Linked DNA regions of Mus musculus: all the other regions are linked to region 2. The links are chromatin contacts, called in public HiChIP or PLAC-seq and Micro-C maps. All regions are on one chromosome and are shown on one strand. The core of a region is the stretch at or near the end of the contact, and the rest is flanking DNA. Distances in the headings are between cores, read along the strand shown.

Region 1 (4,002 bases), core at 371-2,870, 200 kb after region 2:
TGCCCAAGGTCACACAATGGGCTGGGGCCTGGCGTGGAATCTAAGACTGTCTGGCTTGAAAACAGTACCCCTTCTGCTGGGCCACACTGCTTTCCTGGGGGCAAGACTTGGAATGAGTAAGGAGTGAGCCCAGCTTCGTCTCTGTCAAGCTGAGAGCGGGAACTAGCTGCCCACGCTCAGACCAACAGCATCTTTCTCCCAGCTGGACCAGAAGCTCCAAGGCCACACAAAATTTTACCTGTTCCTTCCTCCTCCCCTGCCTTTGGCAGTCTTTGAGTACACACACACACACACACACACACACACACACACACACACACACACACACTGCAAAGAGCCCGAAAGGCCCAGGGCACCCAGGAGACAGGGGGCTCATCCAAGCTACCTCCTTCTGCAGTCTCTCCCTCTTTGCACTTGGCCCAGGCTGATATTAAGATTCATCTGCATTCCTCGCACAACGCCTGGCAGATGGTGGGGGAGGAGGCTGGGTGTGAGCTGGGGGCTGCAGCCAGGGACCACACTGGATCTCAGAGGGCCACAGAAGAGAGTGTGGAGAGCTTCCGGTAGACCCAGTGTAGGCTGGGGCCACTCCAAATGCCTCCATGCGGGTCCTAGGATTCGACCTTTTGTTTTTCTAAAGACCAAAGGAGTTGTAAAGAGCTCAGAAGGATGTCTAGCCATTGAGGGCAGGAGGGTGGTCCTGACCCTTTGGGATCTCTTGTCTAGGTCTTAATCTTTCTTGTCTTGGTGATTTGAAGAGAACAGAGCAACCTAGGACCCCACTGGGGTGGGGCCCTTTTCCGCCTGGTGACACCTGTGCCGTGGGAAATGGGTAGGGAAGAACATGCTCTGAGAGGCCTGTTCACGCCATTTATGCCTCTATTTCTCAGGAGGCAAACCCTTACCCCAACCTCAGAACCCAGCCTGGACCCTAGTGGTCTCTTCAGCCCAGCGCCTCAACCAAATGCTTCGTACTGATTGCTCTTAGGTCGTCTAAGAAGAAAAGGAACGAATGTGCTAGGAAAAAGGGTGCGAGCTAGACACTTAGAAGAACTTCCCTTAGCACCCTCATCAAGTCTTGCAGGAACCATCAGCTGTGATCCGCTGTAAATATCCTTGAGCCCTTAAAAATGGATTTAGGGAGAGTCGTCTTTCCAAATTCTAGGACTCCTAGGGTGGAGGTAGGTAGAGCGACAGATTCCCGTGTGCCCGCTACAGAAAAGAAGGCGCGCTGCCAGAAGGGCGGAAAAGCTGGTGTCCCCATCCGCGGTCTTCCAGCCTCTTGCCTCCTCACCCAGAGCTCCTCCGCCCTCCTCCTGTCCCCTACGCTGGAAATTGGGCGTCCCAGGTCCCCAGGCTGCTGGCCGGCAGGGGAGGAGTTAAATCCGGAGGTACCGACTGGGCTCACCGTACCTGCCGCCGCCGCCGCCGCCAGTGGGAGGGACGAGGAAGCGGGAGGCGCCTGGGCGCCAGGAGCGCTCCAGTCTGGCGGGGCGCAGAGCGGGGAGCGGGCGGCCGCGGCTCGGCGTGGCCCGGGGCGTCCGCCAGGGGGCGCGCCACGACGGGGCGGGAGGGGCCGTCTGGTCTGGGGAATTAGCACCGGGGACGGGCGCGCGCGCAGGTCCCCAGCACATCTGGGTGAGAGCCGAGCCTCTGGAAACAAGCCGGGCGCCGAGCGCCTGTCTGGAGCGGCAGAGTCACCGCTCAGCCGGAGCCCCTTCGAGACGCTCCGGGCGCACATCTGGGACTGGGAGAAGGGACCGCGCGGCGAGCAGCTGGACTCGGGGAGGGGGCGGCGGCTGCACAGCTGGACCGAAGGGGGCGGGGTCGGTCCCAGCAACTGGCTGAGGGGAGGGCCGCGAGCCACCGGGGACCGGAGCATGGGACAGCGCGCCTGAAGGAGCAGTCCGGGACGGAGGGGGCCTGGGACCCCGAAAGGAAAAGAGAGACGGGTGAGAGCAAAGGAGGAAGATGCAACTGACCCGTTGCTGCTTCGTGTTCCTAGTGCAGGGCAGCCTCTATCTGGTGAGTGGTCCGCGGGGAGCGGCGCAGGGCGGGGGCCAGGGGATGGGGAGAGCGCGGGAAGCTGCGGAGCCCTGAAACTTTCTCCCTCCCCCCACCCCGGCATCCTGGGGATGCGGTGAACGCTGGAGGCTAGGGGAGAGGGCGGGTCCGAGGCCAGAGGCCGGACTGGAAGGGTTAATAGGGGCGGGGAGGAGGGTGCTTGGATGGCCCACCCACTCCGCGGCTGATCGCGGGAGGTGCGAGTGACACTAGGGAAAAGGCCCCCCAAGCTGAGTAGCCAAGGATTACCCGACCTCTCGTAGCAGCATCCCAGGACGCGCGAAACGGGGGTGGGGCAGGTGACCTGCCCGGCCAGGGGACGCGGTATTCTTCTTTGACCTCTGGGGCCCAGAGAATCCCGAACTGTGGGCCCTGGCGCGCCAAACCCGGGCGGACCGGGGGCAGCCCCCGCGTCCCTGCCTCCCGCCGTCCCTCTCGCTCCCTCCCTCCTCGCCTGTTGTTTTCCTCGCCTCTCCCGGCAGCGCGCAGCCCGAGCCCCACAGGACCTGGGCAGGCGGCTCCCGCCCCAGGCGCTCAAAGCAGCTGAGCTGAGCGCCCAGACCCCGCTCCCCCGCGGCCCAGGGTGCCTTGGAACCCCACCCTGGACCCTACCCTGTAGCTTAACTCTCTCGCGACCCGCGCCCACCGCCCCACATCTGTCCCGACCCTAATCCTGTCCTGGAGAAGCCTCCGCCTCGGCGCCACTGGAACGGCCCCCTTCCTCAAAACAATTCCCATTGACAGCAACCCTTCCATTCCTAGTCCACTCTAGGACTAGGGAGGATGTCTTCCCTGCTTGGCCCTTTCCTGTGGCCCTCTTTACTACTGAGCTATTGACTGTCTCAACCATTTAGTTAAACCCTAGAGCCAAGTACGCACAGGTGGGCAGCCTTAAACCCAAACCCAGGAGCCTTCCTTCTTGACTCCTGACCCTGGGGCACTGGGGACTTGGGAGGCAGGAGCAGCCTTAACTCCGAGACTGGCTTGGTCACCAAGGCCAGAGCAAGAGCATAAGAACTAAACCCTTTGGAGCCTCCCATCCCAGCTCCTCAGGATTCCCTCCGCCCCACCCATGTCATCATCAGTCCAGATGTTGTGGCTGAGCTCCTGTCCCCTCACTGGTGACATAGACACACTGGGAAGAACTCGGTTTCGGGAACTGAGCAAACACACATTCAGGCCATGGAGCCTAGGGAACCAGGTAACCTCCCTGTTGCTCTGCTGAGCCCCGCTGGCTCTTTCCACTCTCCTCCAGGAAAGCCTCCCCAAGGTGTGGCCTGTCACCATAGCTGAGCCTGTGTAGGCAAGACAAGCCCTGGCGGAGTCTGACAGGGCATTCCAGGTGGAAACAGGGCTTTGATAAAAGTCTTTTGCAAAAGGTCGTGAGGTGGGACTGTGTCTGTTGATGGGAAGGCTGACACTTGTGGCCCATGTCTTGTGATGTAACCTGCAAGGCCCGATGTCCTCACCTGTGAAATGGGACTCACAAGAGCTGGTCCCTCATCATGCAAGTGCCATCTTGGCATGTCATCACGTGTTCCCCAGAGGAGGATTTTGCTCCCACAAGCTTGGCCATCCTGGGTGTGCCATCTGCTCCTGGTCTCCTAGCCTTAGCAAAACCTGAACCAAACTGGTAACTGACCAGGACTCTGGCTGGGTTCTGGATTCGTATTTTGTGGTGCATAGGCTGTCTTTGCCTCTAAAGTCGGCAGTTATACTGGGCTAGGAACGGTGTCCTAGCCAGAAGACTAAAACGTCTTAAAAGATATACGGTGTGTGTGTGTGTGTGTGTGTGTGTGTGTGTGTGTGTGTTGACAGAAGGGAGCTCCCAAGGTAGGGGTGGGGCTCCCCAAATAAATTGCAACTCCCAGCTCTAGGTGAAGGACTCCTGGAAGATAGAAAGAAGTGACACTTCCCAGGCACCTGGACATTTCAAGG
Region 2 (4,261 bases), core at 460-2,959:
CGACCATCGTTTGGAAAAAAAGTACATAGACCTTCATCCCAAAAGACTACACTACTTATGCAGGCTATGCCTTGTTATGTTAAACATCGCCGCAACAGCAGCAGCAACAACAGCAACAACAACAACAAAACCGATGAAATTACTGTGTGCAGTAGATATCTAATTAACTGGAGGTGGGAGAGGTCGGGGGAGAACGTCGTTCAGGTGATACTGAGAGCGCGCTGGAAAAGCCATTAAGGGAAACACCATGAAGGTGCTTAAACATGGGTAAGATCCAGGAGGGGAACCAAAGACTGATTGACATCCTGTAGCTTGGTTGTGAAAAAAACATCTTCCTCCAAAGGCACATTCCTTTGATTGGCACAAGCCACTTCTGACAATGGATCCGCAATGACAGGGGCCGTTCCGCAATCAGGAAGTGTGCGAGTGTGCGTGTGCATATATGTGTGTGTGTGTGTGTGTGTGTGTGTGTGTGTGCTCGCGCGTGTTCCTGATGTTGTTGTTGGGGGAGGGATGAGCTAGATGTAATCAAAGACCGGCCCGCTTCAAAGAGGAGCATACAGGATCTTAAATCCTAAAGACTGACTTCGAGGCAAAGCAGAGACATCTATCATTTCTACAATAGTCATCCCTCGACAACGAACATGTTTCATAGAGATGTAACAGGGGTATCCCTCTCTTTGGTGTCTCCGACCTGGGACTCTTTAGTAAAGCCTGATTGGAGGGGTGGACGAAGTGAGGGTGGAGAAAGGTCTGCATCGCCCACTGGGCTGAGTGTGGTGCTGCGGGTGGCGAGTGTACATCACATGCGTGTTATCTCCTGGTGCCACAATACTCTCGAGGGCTGGAGGTTTGGGCGCAACCGCACGGCGGGGGAGGTAGTGGGTGCAAGCCACCAGCTGCAGGGCAAGAGAATGCTCTCCTCAGCCTACTAACCCGTGCACCCCGGCCACCCCGTCAGGCCTCGAGGCGAACCCACTCGCTGCAAAACTGCAGCTAAGCTGGGGAGAGGGGGCGGGGGTACGGAGCCGGCACCCCGGGCCAAGCTGAGAGCGGCAGACGCGCAGCGCCCGGGGCCTGCCCGCCGGATGGGGGCTGCTCCGGCCTAGCGCACGCAGCTGCCTCGGCGCAGGCTCCTCCGGCTCCGCCAGCCCGGCCGGGCGCAGAGGAAACGCGGCTGCCAGGGCGCCGCCGCGGCGGGAGGCGAGAGCGCGGGGAAGGGGCTCCTACTCACCCGGGCCGCCGCCGCCGCCGCCACCGCCACCACCGCCGCTTCGGCGGCCCATCCCCGCGGCGGGGGCCTGTCGCCGCGCCGCGCCGCGTCGCTCCAGTCCCCACCGCCCGCCGTGCCGGCCCCTCCCCCTGCCCAACGTCTGCGCTCTGGGCCGATCCTCAGACCCGGCCTCGGCCGCCGCCGCCGCCGCCGCCGCAGCGCTACGTGGCCGCCGCTCCGACGTCTCGCGACTCCCTTCCGAGCGCGCGAGGCCGAGCGGGGCCGCGGAGCGGGCGGCGCGCGGGGCGGGCGGCGGGGGAGGGGGTGTGCTGTAGGGATGTCGTGCGCGAAGGGGGCAGGGAGGCCGGCGGGAGCGCGCGCGCGCGCACGCCCCTGCACGCGCCCCCCCCTCCCCCCCGCGCGGTCGGGATCCCGACACCTCCCCCCCCTACACACCCCATCCCCGGCTATGGGGGTCGGCGCGCATGCGCGGCCCTCGGCTCGGCCTGGGCGCACCTTTTCTCCCTCCTGCCACAATGTGAGCGCTCAGCCGAGCAGATAACCGCCGGCTGCCTGCTCCACCCCCGGCCCTTGCCCACTCCGCCCACTCCCGAGCGCCCAGGTAAAGTCGTGGGCTGCGCATGCGCGACGCTTAAGGGGGTGGGGGCGTGGTTTTCAAAAGGAAGCCTGAAGGCAGAAGACGAAGTATCTGTGGGCAGGGGGTTTGAGATCCTAAGAAATAAGAAAACGTAAAAGTGCAAAGGGGGGAGAAAGTGGAAAAGTGGGTCAGAGTGAGATTTGGAAGTAGATATCTTTGACTTATGGAATACGGTTCAAAAAGAAAAAAACCCTAATTGCTGGCCACCTTGTTAGTAGAGAGCAGTCAGTGAGTGACAGAAATAGAAGGGGCGACACTTGTAAGAAGTAGCCATCCACCAGACAAATGGGATAGTTGATTACAACTAGGGGGATTTAGAGACCGCCAGTATGGTAAGCAAACAGGATGGACTGCTGGGCTCATCCTGTGGCCAGAAATAGGGAAGTGTGTGCGTGCGTGCGTGTGTCTGTGTGGTCTGTGTGTGTGCGCGCGTGCGCTAGAGTCCCAGAACTGTTGCAAGAAAGGAAGGCTCCATTGGAAGAAGCATGACCACATTATGACTAATTAGCTATTAATCATTAATATAATTAATGGTACTATTAGCTAACAAGGTAGCATTTATCCAAGCTCAGAGCCAAAAGAGAGTGTCTGTAATTGAAAGTGCTTAGTGTACAGGGAGAGGAAATGACTTGGCAAGTGAAGTCTCCATGAAAAAGACCCAAGATGACATCCCTAAGATCAGGATAACCCTTCCCCACCAGAAACCAAACTTCTGAAGGTCTCTACAGCTTGAATGGAGCTCCTAACATTGTTGGTTTTTATTGTTGGGCTCTACTACATTTTTTCTTTCTTTCTTTCTTTCTTTCTTTCTTTCTTTTACATTGTGTGTATGAATGTTTTACCTGGATGTGTGCATGTGCACCTGTGACATTTGATGGATTCCCCTGGAACTGGGGTTATGAGTGGCTTGTAGGACGGGGGGGGGGGGGGCGGCTAGGAATTGAACCCAGGTCCGCTGTAAGAGTAAGAAGAGCTTTTAACTTCTGAGCCATCTCTCCAGCCCTCTTCTTCTAACATTAAGAACATAGGATATTAATGTTCTTCCACAAAAGCTGACCCCCACATCATAGAAACAATTTCCATATAGATGCAGCTAACTTTTTCTCCCAGAACAGCCGGCCATAACCCACTCACCCAAACCTTCGAGGGAATAAAATGACCTGAGTCTGGGACAAAGTTAGGAGCTTGAAGCTTTATAAAGAGCTGACTCTGTCTTTGGCCCCTTCCAAAAACAGGTGTTTGGGTTTTATTGTACTTAGACTCCAGAAGCCAGGAACCAGAGTTGTGGAACTTAGGGCCATGTTTTTCAATAGCGAGCACTTTCAGTAAAGACTAAAATCTATATCACATTGCAACAGGTAGAGAGATCTTCAAGCAGAAGAAGAGAAAATAAGCATGTATAATAATCAAATTCAATGTGAGAATGAGCTTGGGTCTGATGGACTCAGAATGTCTTATTGGACATCTGATCTATTCCTCCACCCCATGCTTGGACAGGTCATACAGGGTGATGGCCAAATCTTGAGGTGACCTTTCAAGTGTTCTAATGCTCCATCCATAGGCCAACACACCTGATGGCCTCTAGTAATCACAGTCTTCTATTAATTCAGCTTTCCATTTCAACAGTGCTTGGTGGGCTTTTTTTTTTTTTTTAATTATTGCCAGGCAGTGGTGGCGCACGCCTTTAATCCTAGCACTTGGGAGGCAGAGGCAGGTAGATTTCTGAGTTCGAGGCCAGCCTGGTCTACAGAGTGAGTTCCAGGGCTATACAGAGAAACCCTGTCTCGAAAAACATATATATATAACCTTTTTATTATTATGTATGTTTATGCATGTATGCATGTGTGTAGTCGGCCACTCCATGTGTGTAGAGGTCGAAGGACAACTTGTGAGAGTCAGTTCTCTCTTTCCACCACGTGGTTCTGTGCACTGACATCAGTCATCAGGCTTAGGGACAAGCAGTTTTATCCAATGAGCCATTCTGCCTGCCTCGCTGCACATCCGTTATCTCATCAGCTCTTCCAATGACTACAAGGGCAGGCAGAACAGGTATTATCCCCAGTGAAGGACATTTAAGCCAGGGAATGTTTTGATGGCTTAGCCAAAGTTATACAAATCAGTAGCCCACAGAGCCAAACCAAGACCCAAGTTCCCTAGTTCCCACTGTGCTAGTCTGGGGATGGGGGGTAGGGGGGAAGGCAGTTGATAACCCTACTCTAAAAAACTGTCACATAGTCTTAATATATATTATAAGCATTAGTGTTTTGCATACGTGCATGTCTGTGTGGGGGTGCCAGATACCCTAGAACGGGAGTCACAGACAGTGAGCCATGTGGGTGCTGGGAATTGCACCCCGGGTTCCCTCTGGAGGAGCATCTGGTGCTCTTAAC
Region 3 (4,243 bases), core at 1,356-3,855, 180 kb before region 2:
TTTCTTTATAAGGCTTCCTGCCATGGTTGTGGTTTCCTCTTTACAGCAATAAAATCCTAACCGGAGACAGTCTGTGAAAACATTTCCAAAAGGATTAAATGGGTGACTTAACTTGTTAGGGTTCAGAAAGTTTTGAGTCACAATATTCCTTCGAGGAAGGAGGAGGACACACTCAGAATGTAAACAAACTAAGGAGCCCTCCTAAGCAGCCACTGGGACACGATGCTTTTCTCACCAGCCACAGAGCTGCTTGCAGGAGCCTCTCAGAGCTGTTGGAGAGAAGGAAGCCTGCATGCAGGTTCTGCAGTGAGCTTGGGGTGCAGCTTTCCTGAGTTATCAGCCATGTTGTGCATCAGCGTTTGGTGATGCAGCTGCCTATGGATTGCCACATCTCCCGCAAGAAACCTCTTACCCAGATTCCCAATCAGTTCATTGCGTCACCAGGTCGGTTTTGATATCATCATTACGTTGGGCTGTTGCCATTCCCTGTTTAGAGTGGACGAGTGTTGGTTCACTCTAAAGTGTCTGAAGAAGGAACAGAAAGAAAGACCCAGGGCTGGTGAGATGGCTCAGTGGGTAAGAGCACCCGACTGCTCTTCTGAAGGTTCAGAGTTCAAATCCCAGCAACCACATGGTGGCTCACAACCATCAGTAATGAGATCTGACTCCCTCTTCTGGAATATCTGAAGACAACTACAGTGTACTTACATATAATCAATAAATAAATCTTTAAAAAAAAAAAAAAAAAGAAAGACCCAGCCTGATGGCCTAGTCGGCCATCACTGGAAAGAGAGGCCCATTGGACACGCAAACTTTATATGCCCCAGTACAGGGGAACGCCAGGGCCAAAAGGGGGAGTGGGTGGGTAGGGGAGTGGGGGTGGGTGGGTATGGGGGACTTTTGGTATAGCATTGGAAATGTAAATGAGCTAAATACCTAATAAAAAATGGAAAAAAAAAAAAAAAAAAAAAGAAAGACCCAGCCTGAGTGTAGGGGGTACTGTCCCTTGGGCTGGAATTCTGCTCTCCCAACTTCCTGTTTTGCTTTGATGTGAGGAACCCCCTTGGGGCCTTCTTTGCATTGAGTGGCTGAACTTCTTAAACCATCCGTAATGGGGTCGGACGCCCTCTTCTAGTGTGTCTGAAGACAGCTGCAGCGACAGTGCAGTGAGTCCTGACTTCAGATTTTTTTGCACGAATTCCAGCTCTCCTCTCCCCATCTCCCCATCCCTTCATTTGGGATCTTCTGGGTCCTTTTTGTCACTTGATTCCTTCCTTCTCTGCTTTGTGAGTTATCCTAAGAAATGTTTTCCACCTTCTTTAAGGCAGAACCTCTGCCTAGTGGTGGTGGTGGTGGTGGTGGCGGCGGTGGTGGTGGCGGTGGCGGTGGCACATGGGAGGCAGAGGCAAGAAGTTGTTCTCTGTGAGTTTGAGGTCAGCCCGGTCTATAGAGCCATTCTCAGGCAAGCCAGGCTAAATCTTTTCTCAGAAAACAGTAACAATGAGAGAGAGAGAGAGAGAGAGAGAGAGAGAGAGAGAGAGAGATTATTGCCTTGGAGCTTACCATTAGACTGTCTAGCCAGTGAGCCCCTGCCCCTAATATCCTCTATTGTCTTCCTGTTTAGCTTCATACCCAACTTAAAAAAAAAATTAATCAGGGCTGGAGAGATGGCTCAGTGGTTAAGAGCACTGTCAGCTCTTCTAGAGGTCCTGAGTTCAATTCCCAGCAACCACATGGTGGCTCACAACCATCTGTAAAGGGATCCAATGCCCTCTTCTGGTGTGTGTCTGAAGACAGTTACAGTGCACTCATACATATAAAATAAATGAGTAATTCTTAAAAAAAAACAAAAAAGTATTCCAGAACCCAGTCGTGGTGATGCACGCCTTTAATCTCAGCATGAGAGGCAGAGGCAGGCAGATCACTATGAATTCAAGGCCAGTATGATCTACATGGTGAATTCCAGGCCAGCCAGGCTTATATGGTGGGACCTGTCTCAAACAAAACAAAGTAAGACTAATGAAGATTATTACTATTGAGAGTGCGAATGTCCGTGAGCAAATGCCACGGCTCGGGTATTGGTGTCAGAGGACAACTCGTTAGACTCGGTCCTGTCCTTCTACCCCGGGTTCTCAAATGAAGTCTTTAGGGTTGCACGGTGAGCGCTCTTGTCCATTGAACCATTCCCAGCTTTTTACGTGGTTGCAGGAGACTGCACTCAGGCCCCTCCTGTGCAGCGTTACTGTCTACACCTTCTATCTCCCCAGATCTTGACATCAAACATTCTAATGTGTTTTGCTTTTTCAGCGTGTCTTTTGCCAGCTTCAGGTTTCCATGGCTCCTCAAGACATTTGTCCTCATGGTAGGACTTGCCACTGTTGCGTTTATGGTGAGAAAGGTGTCCCTTACAACAGACTTCAGCACCTTCAAGCCAAAGTTTCCAGAGCCTGCAAGGGTTGACCCAGTGCTGAAGCTTCTACCAGAGGAGCATCTGAGGAAACTCTTTACCTACAGTGACATCTGGTGAGACTCTGGGTGCTCCAGCCTCACTGTTGTCCCCCTCAAGGTCACTTCCCTGATTCTCCTTGAGCCTTAGACATCGTAGACAACTCAGAATGGGTGCTGGTTACTAAAGTGAGTCTCAGAGACCAGGGGTGGTCTGTGGGATCCAGTGTCTGTTTCCCACAACACCAGGTAACCTTGCAACTTCACTGGGAGGGCTTGGTTCCTGCCATCTGCCCTAATGGGACTAGCTGCCAACTGAAGTGCCTATGGCTCTTAAAGACGCAAGATAGAAGGGATAATTCTAGAGAGGGCTGTTAGGCACGGTAGTGCACTCAGGCAGCTAAGGCAGGGGAGTTACCATGAGTTTGAAGCCAGCCTGGGCCACATAGACAAGATCTCCGTCTCAAGAAAGAAAAGGAAAAGAAGAACGAAAAGAAAGAGGGAATAGTCTTTAGTCCCTCCCTTCATCCCCACTCCCTCATCCTGTCTCTGGGGGGGGGGGGAGGGAACTCCTGGGTGGTTGCAGGATATCAACCCAGTTAGGGTAACCATGTGGTTAAAAAATTTTTTTTCAGTGTGAGCAACAAGCAAGTTTAGGGTTTAGGGCTAAGGTCCCGCCCTTCCTGCAGTCAATCATGTTTATAAGCTTTTCTCCCTTGTTCTAGGCTCTTCCCCAAAAATCAGTGTGACTGTAACTCTGGCAAACTGCGAATGAAATATAAGTTTCAGGATGCCTATAACCAGAAGGACCTTCCAGCTGTGAATGCCAGAAGACAGGCAGAATTTGAGCACTTTCAGAGGAGGTGATGCAGGCTGTGGGGGCTCCTGGGTTTCTGGGAACAGCAAACAATCAAGTGCTTGAGAGAGTGAAGAGCCCTGAGAAAAGGTCTGGACCTTGCATTCCTGAGGGGCTCCTGGGGAGAACTATTAGGAACAAGCAGAGGAAGACAATGGAGAAGAGTATTCTCCAAGAAAGATTTGCAGGGCTTTGTGTATAGGAAAGATTTCAATGAGGGGCTGAAGAGATGGCTCAGAGGTTAAGAGCACTGACTGTCCTTCCAGAGGTCCTGAGTTCAAATCCCAGCAACCACATGGTGGCTCACAACCATCTGTAATGGATCTGGTGCCCTCTTCTGGCATGCAGGCATACATCCAGACAGAACACTGTATATGCATACTGAATAAATAAATCTTTAAAAACAAAAACAAAACATTTCAGTAAAACTGACAGAGAAAAAGGAACAGAGTTTGGCACTTCTCAGTGACGGTGTGTGGTGCAGCCACCGGGTGCCCAGGCCAGCACAGAAGGTGATTCTATAAGCTCGGGACATTCTGTCAAGTGCCACCATGTGCAGGGGTACAGAATGTCACTTTGTCTTTTGACAGTGCTGGAGACTGAACGCAGGGTGTCCTATAAGGCAGGCAAGTACCCCAACACTGAGCTCCTACTCCTTTATGCCCCTGCCTCAGTTCTTTTCCTGTGGTGCTGGGAATCAAACCCGGATCCTCGCATGTGCTAAGCAAATGCTTTACCACTGAGTTATAGCCCCAGTCCTCCCGCCTTTCAATTACAAAGGATTGATATCAAAATCGTTGGTTGAAGAGGGAATTAAAACAGGTTCTGGCTGGCTTTTATTAAAGGGGATTTGTGTATGCTGGGCACTTGTCTGTAATCCCGGCACATGGGAAGCTGAAGCAGGAGGATTGTAAGTTTAAGGCCAGTGTAGATTTCATGGCA
Region 4 (4,427 bases), core at 1,428-3,927, 170 kb after region 2:
ACAACAAACCACCTTAGAAACAGTTCCACCCAAGGCTAGGTTGGTGAACCAGGGAGTTTATTGGCCTTACTTTCTGTGATGGTTTGAAGAGTTGTGGTGCCATAGACTCCTGTGTTTGCATGCTTGGCCCACGGGGCTTTATTAGGAGGCATGATCTTATTGGAGGAGGTGCGATCTTGTTGAAAGTGTGTCACTGTGGAGATCTCATACATGCTCATGCTATACCTAATACAGCAGTCTATGTCTGCTGCCTTCGGATCAAGATGTAGAACTCTGACTCCCTTCTCCAACACTATGTCTCCAACATGCCATGTTTCCTGCCATGGTAATAATAAACTAAACCTCTGACACTGTAAGCCAGCTCCAATCGAGTGTTTTCCTTTATAAGAATTGACATGTCATGGTGTCTCTTCACAGCAAAACAAAACAAAACAAAAACCAACAACAACAAACCAAAACCAAACCAAACCAAAAAACCCTCAAAAAAAAAAAAAACACAAAAAAAAAAAACAAAAACAAAAAAAACCGTAAGACACTTTCAGAAGCACGATTATGGGAGCTTATGGGAGCATGAGTGATCAAAACACCCAAGTCACCAGATGTTCCACATCTGCAGAGATGGAGTCCCTCCTCAGTCTTACACTTTAGCATCTTCCAGGACCACGTGAAGGCAGAGTTACACACAGCTGGCAGGGGTGGGAGGAGAGGTAGGGGGCGGTGGGGCTGCCCTCGGCTGAAAGGGAGTGGGACCTCTGGTGAGGGTCTAATGACCCTCAATAGCCCCCTCTGTGAGGGAGCATCCACAGGCCTGACCTTGCTCAGGTGTTCTTCAGTAATCGCAGCTGCCTGAATTAACATAGTAATAGTGGTGGCCTGGAGAGATGGCTCAGCGGTTAAGAGCACAGGCTGCTCTTCCAGAGGACCCAGGTTCAATTCCCAGTAACATCATGACAGCTCACAACTCTAACTCCAGTTCCAGAGGATCTGGCACCCTCTAACAGATGTACATGCTGGTAAAACACCAACGCACAGAAAAAAAAAAAAAAAAAACCTTTAAAAACAAATCCAACAGTCCCATGTGTGTTACGTTTGTGTATCTGTATCACTACGACCTACCTGCCTTCCACAGTGCTTTAACCACTCTACATTCCTGAGAATGAGTGTTCTCTTGCTCTGTGTCCTGAATGACACTTGATTTGGTCACTGCTCTCAGGTTTAGCCATTCGGATAGGTGTGAGGTGAGTGGTACCTTGTTTGTTTAAATGTCCAGATCTCTGGCACACACCATGGAGTGCTTCTTGTGGTTATTTACCGTCTCTGCCTCTTCTTTTGGGTGTCCTATTCAGGTATTTTACTTTTTTTTTTCTGCCTTTGTTCATGTGTATATATACACGTGTGCTTGTGTATGCAAGTGGCTGGGTATACCACCCTGGGATGAAGCTACAAACCTAAGATGGCCCACTTCCCTCCTGTTTTAGATCTCATAGTTGATTGACACCTTTGTTGAACCTCTCGGCTCACCAGGAGTCTTCCTTTGGACTCCAGGGAAAGGAAGGCAGCAGAAGGCACTCTGAAGAGGGAAGGGCCTGCACAAGGTGTAGAGCTGGAGCTGGGGAAGGGAGAGGGTGAGTGGAAAATGAAAGAGAAGTTACCTCAAGGGACCAGAAGAGGAGGAGAGGAGCTGGTAGCTCAGCCGAGAGCTGAGGAGTGGAAACCGAGAGGCCCAAGGAGTTAGCCCAGAACACAAGCTGGGTTGTGGTAAACTGGGGCTGAGCTGGGATTCCAACTGGGAACTGCTGGCAAGTCTGCCTGGTTTGCAAGCCTCTCACAAAAAAATAAAGGAGAGTGACCTACGCATGGTTACGGCCCAAGCCTATAACCCAGGCTTGGGAGGCTGAGGCAGGAGGTTTAAGAATTTCAGGCCAGCCTGAGCTACAAGGCAAGTCCCTATCTCAAAACTAACAGCAGCAAAACTCTAACAAGCAAAAAAACAAGCATGAAGGAGTGAAGCAAAGGGGATTTCAGAGTGGGGGTGAGGGGCTAGGGGTGGGGAAGGGGCAGGGCAGGGCAGGGCAGGGCAGGGGGAAGGGGCCTGCACTGTACTTGGTCCAAGGGACCATCAGACCCTACCCCCACCCTAGCAGGATCAGAAAGGGAATGGGTTTCTCTTGGGCACACCCCTCAGTAGACTAGGGAGCGGCTACAAGGTAGGATCCTTGCCACGGAGTCTGTCAGACATCCAGAGCCCCACCTGGTCCCTGCAGGGTGCCATTTCCTGGTGGGTGTATGGTTGTGCTCTTTAAGATTCTGGATGGGGGGGGGGGTATGTGGGTGTGGTAGCACATTCCTTTAATACCAGTGCTCGGGAGCTCAGGAGGCAGATGCAGGAGGATCTCGGAGTTTGAAGCTAATTTGGTCTACAGACGGAGCTCCAAGATAGCCAGAGCTACATAGAGAAACCCAAAAGAAACAAAACAAAACAAACAAACAAACAAGATAAAAGATTCTGGGAATAAGGAAAATGCAGATGTGGAACCCATTGGCAGCTTGCTGAGTTGAGAGGTCAGAAGCCAGGCACCTTCTGAGTCCCCAGGTTACTATGTTGCAATGTGGTCCAGGCCTGCTCAGCACGCACCTTTCCCATCTGGCCACTGGATCTACAGGGCCCCAGATCTGAGAACTTCCCAGTGAGAAATCTGGGAGGAACGCCAGGGATGGTGGAGGAGGGGAGAGCTCAGGTAGGCAGTCAGGAGTGAGCTTGGTAAAGTGTGTGTGTGTGTGTGTGTGTGTGTGTGTGTGTGTATGTGTGTGTGTGTGTGTGTGTGTCGGCACTTTAAAGTCACTCTCATCTGAGGCTCCTTCCCATCCCAGATTTTATCTCTGGGTGCCTGTCCCTGGATGGAGCCTCGCCCTTGTAGCACCCAGTACCCTGGGGAAAGAAGAAGGGCAGATCAAAGAGCAGGTGCCCCTGACCAGGGAACCTGAGATGCTCTCTTTGTGTGTATCCAGGAGAGCCCCTGGCCTAGACAGGATGGACGGAGCCCCTGAGTCAGAGGCTGGGAGGGGAGGGGAGGCGTCCACACAGAAACCAAAGCCGGTACATTCACTGTGGACAAAGAACAGTGTTGGAGAGAGGTCAGTCTCTTCCTGTCAGCTGCTCTAGCTGGAGGCTTCCGGCCAGGTAGTGGGCCAGCTGGATCAGGAAACACCCAGAGGAAGGGGTGGTTAGCGCCTCTATTCATTGAAAACCTAGGGCCGCTCACCAAAGCCTACCTTTTAGCTGATTCTCAATTACTGATGCTCAGGAGCTGAGGGATAAGAATGGAGAATGAAGCACAAGCACACACCATTCCATTCCCAGACACTGTGGCCATCCCTGTCTTCTAAGGAGAAGCTGGCAGGCCATTTGAGTGTAACACTATCCTGTCTTCTGGGCTCTCCCACATCTGGGCTCCCCCCAGCTGCTGAGCTACCACGGTGGCTGTGAACTCTTCCTCCTCAGCCAGCCTAGGGGGTGAGAAGCAGGGAAGAGCTGAAGGGGGCAGCTCAGCTGCTGTCTGCCTGGGCTGTTTGAGCCTCAGGTGGCGCCAGCCCTGTGGGAGGGGGAGTGGTGAGGACGGGAGGGGGTCGGGGTGTCATTTGGGGCCTTGCAGTTGGTCCTGGGATTGGGGTGTGTGTGCCTGGGACAGGTTTAGCATTGTCCTCATGTTGCCCCAGAGTCTGGGAATCCCAAACCTTGTGCTCCCCAAATAACCACTTAGGCCAGCTGCGTTCTCTATGGGTTAATTGAGTTAGAACCTCAGGCACCAGGCTGGGCCTAGGAGTGGAGATACTGGGAAGGGGGTGCGTAAAACTGGGAGGAATGGACATAGGCATACCCCAGCTCATACTCCTGTTCTCTGTGACCCTGAAGTCCCCATGGTTGGTTCTCTGGGACTGCTGTTATTTTTAGGTTGCCTGGTGCTGAGTAAGCAAACCTACAATCCCACAGCTCAGAATGACACCCGTGTGACATGACAGTCCCTTGGGTTATCAGCCTGAGGTCTCTCTGGGACAGTTATGGAGTTCAGGGTCACCTTCCAAGGTCATGTGGTCATTGGTACACTTGGTTCTTGTGGTTTGCTCAGTGAGCACCAGTCTGGAGCTGCCTTTAGCTCCTCGAGGTCAAGGCCATCATTGTTCCTGGCCCTGAGGTATCTCAGGCCCAGAAGGAGCATTTCTGACCTCAGGAAGGGCCTCTTCTGTACCTGATGAGGTCAGGCCCACCCAGAGTCACCTCTCTCTGATGACTGTAAGTCCACTGACCTTGAACCCCATCTTGCCATCACAACCATCACCTGGGACATATTTCTTTCACATCAAAGGGGAGAGGGTTATATGAACGTGTGACCTAGTGGAAGGTCACCTTTTATGCCAAGCCACTCCAC
Region 5 (3,941 bases), core at 1,368-3,867, 150 kb before region 2:
GCTTACACACACACACACGCTTACACACACACACACGCTTACACACGGTCTTTCTTTCTCTCTCTCTCTCTCTCTCTCTCACACACACACACACACACACACACACACACACACAGAGCCTGGAGAATAAGTGTATGTACCTTGGACACAGTCTAGTGTCACCCAGACTTGCAAAAACATTGGATTTCTCAAGAAAGTGAGACAAGCTATTTTTGGATGTCAACTTGACTACATCTGAGATTAACTAAAGTCCAAAAATGGAGGGCATACCCGTGAGGGGCTTTTGCACAATTTGAAGTAGGAAGAGCCACTTCAAGTTCAGATCCTGAGGTAGGAAGTCACACTAGAGTATAGTATATACTCTATATTAATATACATTTATAATATATGATTACTTATATACAGAAATATTTATATTATATGTAATAGTCTATTATAATTAAATATATTCATCCCATAAGTTGCTATCCTATAGAACCCTAGTACAAGGTCACACAGCAAATAGACTGCACGGTACATAGCTCTTCTGTTTGCTTGTGTATAAGAAGTGAAAAGCGGGCTGGTAAGATGGCTCAGTGGTTAAGAGTGCCGACTGTTCTTCCTCAGGTCCCAGCGACTACATGGTGGCTCACAGCCATCCGTAGTGGAATCTGATGCCCTCTTCTGGAGTGTCTGAAGACAGCTACAGTGTACTTACATATAATAAATAAATAATAATAATAAAAAATTGTAAAAAAAAAAAAAAAAAAGAAGTGAAAAGCAGAGCTGTTTGGTTTGGTCTTTTGTCTCAATACATGTTTGGGGGCGGGTAAGTGGTGCCAGGGGACCTCTACAGAGTGGTGATCTGTAGGAAACAAGGTTGCTCAATTCAATACAATTAAGCAGCCAGTGTTGGTTCAAACTTTGCAAGCCTGACCCCAAGTAGTTTATTTGGTGAAAACTTACCTGGTGATAATTAACCCAATCACCTGTGCACAGCACAGCTTAGGACACCACTGCACTGGAACTCTTTGTAAAGTACATGTGACATCTTCCAGAAAGATAGTTTCTATAGACTGAGAAAAACATGCTCACCGATAAGAGTCCAGGGAGGAACTGGTGAGATCTCAGCCTATCAGTCTCAGGTCACAGGCCATTACCCACATCTGCTCCCAGCCTTCTGGGCAGAAGACACGTCATACATCTCTCTCACTAAACAGACATTCCTGTGTAGTTAACATTCCTGGTGTCCCTAGTGCTTATCTGAGCCTCGCACACAGGTTATTTCTTAAACTCTTGTAGAGGACTTATACAATAGCCATCATTATGGGGCCAAGCCTCACTATATTATAATAAACAATACATAGTCCAGAGCATCCTTGAAGCAGCCTCGAGGCACAGATGGATGTCCACTAGGGTAATGCTCCGAAGGTGAACTGCTGAGTCAAAGTGTTGACTGACCTGCAGAAACACATTTAGGGAAAATGAAAGACTAGACAGTGCAGAAGTGGGGATTTTGTTGTTGTTTTGCGGGATATGTGTGTGTGTGCGCGTGGTGTGTTGAATGGTGGGTGTCTGTTGTTAAAATTCTGACTGGGTTTTTCTAAGGATCGGCACACTAGAAGTTTCGGTAGTCCGGCCTTTTGAAGCGCGGGGGGAAGTGCTGAATTGGAAGCGCCAATCTCCCTACAGATAATTTGCATAGCGCGGAGCAGGGGCTGCGGCATCCACGTGCGGCGCACTCTCCAGCATCCCCGTCTGTACCCCAGGTTTCGTCCGGGGTTTGAACGGCTGTGCCACCACGTGCCAGTCCGCGTCCTTCCCCGCTGGGCCAAAGCGTCCTAGCCACAGCCCTCCTGATATAAACGCAGAAAACAAGTAGAAAGCCCAGGCTGCGTGCGCCGAACCTCCTGCCCGGAGTCCGGGACCGGAGCCGGCTTTCTCCGGACTTGGTCCGATCGGACGACCAGCCGCCCTCGAGACTTGGGGTCAAGAGCCGGGACCCTTGGAGGATCACCGGAAGAGGTGACAGACACCTCGGGGCCCATGAACGTTTGGAATTCGTAAGGACATGAGAATCTCGGTGGTTCCGTGTCTGCCCGCCATCGCGGCCACCGGCCACGGGCCCAAGCCAAGTGTAGCGAAGCTTAGAAAAGGTTGCCCAACGTCATGTGGCTTGAGAAGGCTGCCGGGCGCCTTAAGCCGCCAGCAGGTCCCATGGTGTAATGGTTAGCACTCTGGACTTTGAATCCAGCGATCCGAGTTCAAATCTCGGTGGGACCTCACTGAACCTTTTTTTGGCCTTAGAATCCCTGTTTTGGGGCCTGCAGGAAGTAGCAACCAACCCGAGCCTCCGCAGGGAATGCACTGACCTGTAGAATGGACGTTCAGCTTCCCTCCCTGTGTCTCAACACGATTACATTTCAGGAACAGCCTGGGCTGGGAGGCACTGCGCACGCGCGCCGAGTCGGGCGGAAAAATAAACGAGTTGATGGAAGACTGAACATAACTTTACCCAGGAGGGAAAACGAAAGAACCCGAAGGATCCCGAGGCTTTCCTGTCTGAGTACCGCTGCACACACCGCGCCTCGGAGTCCCCGCCCCCTACCCTCTGATTGGCTGCTGTGCAGAACGCGCGGTAGGATTGCTTTGTGAGCCGCGAATGAAGTGGCCGGACGGGGCCGGGGGGCGGGTAAGTGGTGCCAGGGGACCTCTGATTGGGTACAAGAGAGCGATTCCCCGAGGCTTGTGCGTTTAGGGGTCATAAACCCGTGTTTTGGTTCTGCATTGCTCACCCAGCGAGGTTGTGTTTCAATTAGACAACAGTCACTTAGTCAGGCTGGCAGGCGATCAGTACAGTTTCTCACCGTCCATGAGGTGTTTCTCCGAGAGAAGGGCAGGAATCGCTAAGGATTTCTTTAGCTGCATCGCGCCGCGGGTGGAAAATATGTACAGGGAGTATTGTATCTTCTTTGGATTAAGATCTGGGATTTGTGTTCGTCCCTGTGGGATAAATGACGAGGGAGCCTGCTGACGCATTATGGTCTCCCTACAGAGTGATTGGCACGGTGGCTATAGGTTCTCACCCTTGGGAGGATGCCATGGAAACCAAAAGGAGCCTCTCCCGACTCTCCGATTAATTCTCTAAGCATGCCTCTTGCAGACACAACCCACGCACTCTTTAAAACATCTGAATGGATCAGTTTGAATGAACCATCGCAACCTCAAAAAGATCAAGACGTGAGAGGAGGCACACTTGCGCTACCAGAAAATAAAGATGCTTGTTAACTGTACATTAAAGAAATTAAGATAATGTCTGGATGGATAAACATACCGATGGAACAGAATAGGGAAGCAAGATGCAGCCTCACCTTTATGCATAGTTTATAATAACAAAGGTGTCACAAATTTAAATAATAATAAAAGGTAGCACAACAGAGTTAGGGGAAAGGACCTACTTGACATCCTGCTGTGTGCTTGCTTATAGGGAAAGAATATGAAATCGGATTCTTGTTAACACTAAACACAGCAGAAAGTCCCAAGAGAATTGTTGACCTGAAAGTGACAGAAGCGGTGAGCTTGGCTGACGACATAGGGGAATGCCTACACCTCAGTTTAAACAAAGCCCGAATAAAACGCACAGACGAGGACTGTGCTACTCCAAGTACCATCAGAAGAGTGAAAATATCTGGGCCTGTTGCTCAATGGTGAACTGCAAGGCACTCAGGGCCTGGCATACTAAGAGAAAAGGTAAGCCACAGACTAGGGATATGCATGTGTAATGCATAAATAGCAAATAAATCTAAATAAATTCTCAAAGCCTGTAAGAAAACTGCCTGCCGAAAAATAGCAAAACCTGTGCTAGGGGCATAGCTCAGCAGGTAAAGAGCTTGCATGCAACCATGCTGGACCTGAGCTCCATCCACAGAACTCATGTCAGAGCTGGGCATGCTGGGGATTGT
Region 6 (3,999 bases), core at 324-2,823, 200 kb before region 2:
TCCCCACCTCAAAAAAAAAGCAAAAAACAAAAAACAAAAAAAGAAAGAAAAAAAAGAAAGAAAGAAAAGAAAAGAAAAGGAAAGGAAAGGAAAGAAAAGAAAAGAAAAGAAAAGAAAAGAAAAGAGGGAGATCAGACTTATGATGGAGTTGGAAAAAATGGCTTTATTCTTTCTTTTGAGTTTCTTGTATATTCTATGGCAATCCTGTCAGGTGTACAGCGGGCAAAGATCCTCCCTCCCCCACGCTGCATTCTACGAGTTATATATTCATCTAACTGGTGTGTAACTAAGGGTGACCCTGGATTCTGATCCTCCTGCCTCAGTGACTATATCTTTCTTACCCGGTTGGATATTTAGGATTACTTTGTTTTTAGCCGTACTTCCTTTCTGGGACACGGCAAGGTATACTATGTGTAAGCAGACGATTGCACACCGTCCTCTGCATACCTGAAACTAGCCGCATGCACGCAGTTTGGCAGGATCAGAACAACAGTAGGATCCCATTCTCGTCTCAACGGAGAAGAGCCCCCCCCCCCCGAAAACCACCCCCAACACCTTTCGAAAAGGGTTTCACAAACACAAATGCGGAACGATTTCGAGTGAAATTCGCTTTTTTCCTACGTCCAAGCAAAAAGGCATTATGTGGTCCGATAGGTCATTGTAAGAGAGATTGGGCTACGGATGCGGCTTTGTTTTCCTGTCACGACAATTTGCGGTAGAGTGTTAGGGGAAAGGTAAGGACAAAGGCTGAATTTGAGGGAACTGAAATTTGAGCTGTAGAAGGGCCCGAGATGATAGGGAGAGCTAGGAGTGGACTACGAAACTGTGTTTCTTTCTAGGGTGGACAGAAAAGCTTGATGACCCGGGGAGGCTGAGAAAGAGAATTAATTTGGAAAGAAGCGCAGGGGCCGGGTTGCGGGTTGCAGGTTGCAGCGAGCGCCCAGGTTATCCAGGCCGTGCTAGGACACGCCTTGAAGCCCGGAGGACCGCTCTGGAGCGAGAGCAGATAGAGCGGAAAGCCATTTGCCCGGATGAGGAAAGCGGTGGCACGGGATCGTACTTTCTCCAGCTTCACCTAGTTCATCCTGAAGTTTGGGTAAAACCCTGAATCCTCTCTATCTCCCTCTAAAAGACCTGCCCACCAAAGAAATGGGGGTGAGCAGAGATGGCTTGCATTTTTAGCCCCGAACCCAAAGGACATAAAATACACCAAAGTGGGTTGAGACGCTGCTTACTGTCTGATTATCCCCAACTTGCCTAGATTTCTTCACCTGAAAATCAAGCCACAGAACTGTCGTCGGGGCTGTTATAGTTTATACAAGTAAATAAAGCGTTAGAACCTGACTGTAACTCTTCTAGTAGGAAAAGCCTGGGCGTTGGTCACCGGAGGGATCATGTACCGGGACATAGGCTCCTGGCGCCGCACAGCCACAGTGGACCAACTTAAATAGTGTCAAAACCGTTGGAACACATCCTGGACGCGAGGCAAGGTCCAGCGCCTGGGCGGGGGTTGTGCGAGGTAGGCGGGCGCGGTCCCTGGGACTCGCAGCTCATTCCTGCTCGCGTCCAGACCTGCGGTAGGCAGTCTGCAGAAGTGGCTGGAGCGAGCTGCGATGACTTCCAGGTAGTGAGTGTCCCTGGGCCGGAGGAACGTGGGCACGCGGAGTTGGGGAGGAACAGGTGTAACGGCGGCAGCCAGCAGTGCTCAGACAGCAGGCAGCCGGCTGGTGGAGCCCGGGGAGTCTTCGCGTGGGTGACAAGGATCTCCCGGCACAGTGCGTGCCTTCCTGGCTAGACATCCCGCTCCTCTCTCCCGTCTCAGACGCTGCGCCGGCTCAAACCCGGAACCGGTTTTCCCATGGGAAAATCCGACTTGGAGGTTGATCTCCAGGGGGTGGGGGGCAAGTCCGAGCGTGGGGTCGTGTCTTGGGGGTGCCGGGTGCGCTGAACGGGGATCAGGCGCCTACCTGACTGAGTCTGGTACCCAGCTGTAGGATGTGGGTTTAGGCAAGTGTAAGAGCCTGGATCCCTGAGTCCTTTCCAGAGAGTTTTATAGCAGCCCTCACAGAGCCAATGGGTTTCAGAAGGTTGCATCAGGAGTAAGAGGCTCAGCTGTACCTCAATGCACCGCACAACACCGTGGAACGCTGAAGAGGCTGAACTTAGGCGTGTTCGATTAAGTTTTACAAAACACTCAGAAGGATCAGAAACGAGTTGTGTGAGTTAGAAATCATTTTGGTGTGTTACACACACCTCCTCAAAGTTTCTCTCTCTCTCTCTCTCTCTCTCTCTCTCTCTCTCTCTCTCTCTCTCTCTCTCTTTCTCTCTCTTTTTTCAAAAGCAAATGCAGTTAAAGGGAGGGGCATGTAGCTCTGATGGTGAAGTGCTTGCCTGACACTCAGAGGCCAGTCACTACTACTAAACTACCTGGAAGGCAGAGGGCCACAATTCTGAGGCCAGATGGACATCCGATCTGATCTCAAAACTTTCAAAGGGGCTGAGGAAGTTCCTCAGTGGTATACGGTTTGCAGACTCTGCACCAGGACCAGGTTTGGGGGGGGGGGGGTTGTTTGTTTGTTTTTAAAGCACACATTTGTTCCACAAAGGATTTAGGGAGAGAGTGGAGGAAGGCAGATATTGGGAGTCTGCTGTGCATTGCTAAGGAAGGGCTTCAGGAATCCCAGAGTCCTTCAATATTCTTTCTAGCTTCCTGCTTCCTGCATGTGGGAGGAGATAGGAGCTGGGACTTCTGTTTCATAGACTCAGTCAACTTGAATGATGCTAATGAACACAAGGCTGGCACATTTTGGGCCAGACTTTGTTTTTCCTTCACTTATAAAGAGCTAGAATTGTACCCTTAGATCTACGATTTTCATCTCTGAAGTCTGCTATTTTCCTGTTTTGACTATACAGTGCTGGCCAGTGTGGCCTTGGGGAAACATCTCTTCCAACTTCTGACTTTCTATTTCTGAAATGGGACAGTTTCCCTCAAAAACAAACAAACAAATAAACAAACAAAACCCACACAAAACCAACCAAACAAACAAACAAAGCCAAACACTTCCCCAAATAAAACAAAAACCCAAGAAGAGATTAGTGTCCTCTAAACAAAACTGACTATATATTAATTATTCCACTCATTTCAAAAGCCAGTGTGATGGCTCATGTCTGTCCACTCTTCAAGGTCATCTTTTGCTACATTGTGAGTTTGAAGCCAGCCTGGGCTACATGAGACCTTGGCTCCAAAGGTGGAAAAAAACGTTCAATTCATTTTATACGCCAGGAGCACCTAGGAGAGGGCTCCAGGATTATGTCTCTGTAAAGTGGACTGAAAAGCCTGATGAAGGAAGAGGGGGGCCAGGATGGAGAGATGCACTCATTCCTATGCAGCACTGATTCAGGGTGGAGCGGCTGTGTTCTGGATTCTCCCAGCAGCTCTCCTAACAGTTCCTATGAAGAATATACTGCACGTATCTCCACTTTACAGTGGGGGAAATGGAGGGAGAAGGTTGTCTGAGAACCATGCTGGAAGGAGCTGATTGGATTGTAGCAATTGTTTACTAGAATTTTATTTAACCAGTGTTGAAGAACTTTCTCTCTCTCCTCCCCCCACCCCCCACCCCCTTTCTCATTTTCACACACTCACTTAAAAAAAAAGAGCTAGCTACTGGATAGTCCCTACTATGTGCTGGGTATCTTTTTTGTTGTTGTTAGCTTTTTTTGTTTTGTTTTGTTTTTTGTTTTAGGGGGGGTTTCGAGACAGGGTTTCTCTATATAAGTGCTGGGTATCTTTTTTTGTTGTTGTTGTTGTTGTTTTTTTTTTTTTTTTTTTTTTGAGACAGGGTTTCTCTGTATAAGTGCTGGGTATCTTTTTTGTTGTTGTTGTTGTTGGGTTTTGGGGGGGGTTTCGAGACAGGGTCTCTGTATAAGTGCTGGGTATCTTTTTGTTGTTGTTGTTGTTGGGGTTTTTTTGTTTGTTTGTTTGTTTTGTTTTGTTTT

Evidence for each region. Hi-C and Micro-C count contacts between places; a contact is called where the count stands out from the background. HiChIP or PLAC-seq counts read pairs in DNA pulled down with a chosen protein or histone mark.
Region 1: a contact with region 2 is called in a Micro-C map of embryonic stem cells, with 4 times the contacts expected there. The contact joins the promoter of Nxph3 here to the promoter of Zfp652os in region 2. A contact is called at or near these places in 7 of 39 promoter capture datasets (the 3T3-L1 cell line, 3T3-L1-derived adipocytes, embryonic stem cells and 3 more), 1 of 15 datasets of contacts at CTCF or cohesin (CD8 T cells), 1 of 484 Hi-C or Micro-C datasets (embryonic stem cells) and 1 of 9 other capture datasets (adipose tissue).
Region 3: an H3K4me3 HiChIP or PLAC-seq map of the SCID.adh cell line shows a contact between it and region 2, with 9 read pairs. The contact joins the enhancer-like site here to the promoter of Zfp652os in region 2. A contact is called at or near these places in 3 of 39 promoter capture datasets (fetal liver, neural stem cells and pre-B cells), 3 of 115 datasets of contacts at active chromatin or transcription factors (the SCID.adh cell line, effector CD8 T cells and pancreatic cancer cells) and 1 of 9 other capture datasets (adipose tissue).
Region 4: a contact with region 2 is called in a Micro-C map of embryonic stem cells, with 2.5 times the contacts expected there. The contact joins the enhancer-like site here to the promoter of Zfp652os in region 2. A contact is called at or near these places in 4 of 39 promoter capture datasets (3T3-L1-derived adipocytes, embryonic stem cells, second pharyngeal arch cranial neural crest and 1 more), 1 of 484 Hi-C or Micro-C datasets (embryonic stem cells) and 3 of 115 datasets of contacts at active chromatin or transcription factors (the SCID.adh cell line and embryonic stem cells).
Region 5: a contact with region 2 is called in an H3K4me3 HiChIP or PLAC-seq map of the 230-238 cell line, with 30 read pairs. The contact joins the promoter of 4833417C18Rik here to the promoter of Zfp652os in region 2. A contact is called at or near these places in 5 of 39 promoter capture datasets (the HPC-7 cell line, fetal liver, macrophages and 2 more), 1 of 15 datasets of contacts at CTCF or cohesin (the NIH/3T3 cell line), 8 of 484 Hi-C or Micro-C datasets (CD4 T cells, CD8 T cells, embryonic fibroblasts and 5 more), 10 of 115 datasets of contacts at active chromatin or transcription factors (the 230-238 cell line, the SCID.adh cell line, bone marrow-derived macrophages and 5 more) and 3 of 9 other capture datasets (adipose tissue, liver and pancreatic islet).
Region 6: a Micro-C map of embryonic stem cells shows a contact between it and region 2, with 4 times the contacts expected there. The contact joins the promoter of B4galnt2 here to the promoter of Zfp652os in region 2. A contact is called at or near these places in 5 of 39 promoter capture datasets (cranial neural crest, embryonic stem cells, fetal liver and 2 more), 2 of 484 Hi-C or Micro-C datasets (both in embryonic stem cells), 4 of 115 datasets of contacts at active chromatin or transcription factors (embryonic stem cells, extraembryonic endoderm stem cells and pancreatic cancer cells) and 1 of 9 other capture datasets (adipose tissue).

What each region holds. Positions count from the first base shown.
Region 1 is chr11:95,512,183-95,516,184 of GRCm38.p6, reverse strand. It overlaps Nxph3 (neurexophilin 3), which reads left to right and starts at 1,620. Exons shown (of 2, transcript NM_130858.3): 1 at 1,620-2,025. The coding sequence starts at 1,972.
Region 2 is chr11:95,710,202-95,714,462 of GRCm38.p6, reverse strand. It overlaps Zfp652os (zinc finger protein 652, opposite strand), which reads left to right and starts at 1,709. Exons shown (of 2, transcript NR_045780.1): 1 at 1,709-1,835.
Region 3 is chr11:95,890,038-95,894,280 of GRCm38.p6, reverse strand. It overlaps B4galnt2 (beta-1,4-N-acetyl-galactosaminyl transferase 2), which reads left to right. Exons shown (of 11, transcript NM_008081.3): 2 at 2,308-2,523; 3 at 3,171-3,308. Among named protein-coding and RNA genes, the nearest start is that of B4galnt2, 23 kb to the left of the region's middle. Within about 2 kb of position 2,605, at least 2 of the 459 cell types and tissues checked have an H3K27ac peak or open chromatin away from gene starts, as enhancers often do. A contact at or near this core is called in the SCID.adh cell line, where this site is marked.
Region 4 is chr11:95,542,966-95,547,392 of GRCm38.p6, reverse strand. No RefSeq gene overlaps it. Among named protein-coding and RNA genes, the nearest start is that of Nxph3, 31 kb to the right of the region's middle. Within about 2 kb of position 2,677, at least 21 of the 459 cell types and tissues checked have an H3K27ac peak or open chromatin away from gene starts, as enhancers often do. A contact at or near this core is called in embryonic stem cells, where this site is marked.
Region 5 is chr11:95,857,493-95,861,433 of GRCm38.p6, reverse strand. It overlaps 4833417C18Rik (RIKEN cDNA 4833417C18 gene), which reads right to left and starts at 2,617. Exons shown (of 2, transcript NR_045187.1): 1 at 2,352-2,617; 2 at 388-1,440. Gm38959 (a long non-coding RNA gene) reads left to right here and starts at 2,983. Exons shown (of 3, transcript XR_880173.3): 1 at 2,983-3,729. n-TQttg6 (a tRNA gene) reads left to right here and starts at 2,191; the gene lies at 2,191-2,262.
Region 6 is chr11:95,912,445-95,916,443 of GRCm38.p6, reverse strand. It overlaps B4galnt2 (beta-1,4-N-acetyl-galactosaminyl transferase 2), which reads left to right and starts at 1,573. Exons shown (of 11, transcript NM_008081.3): 1 at 1,573-1,624. The coding sequence starts at 1,614.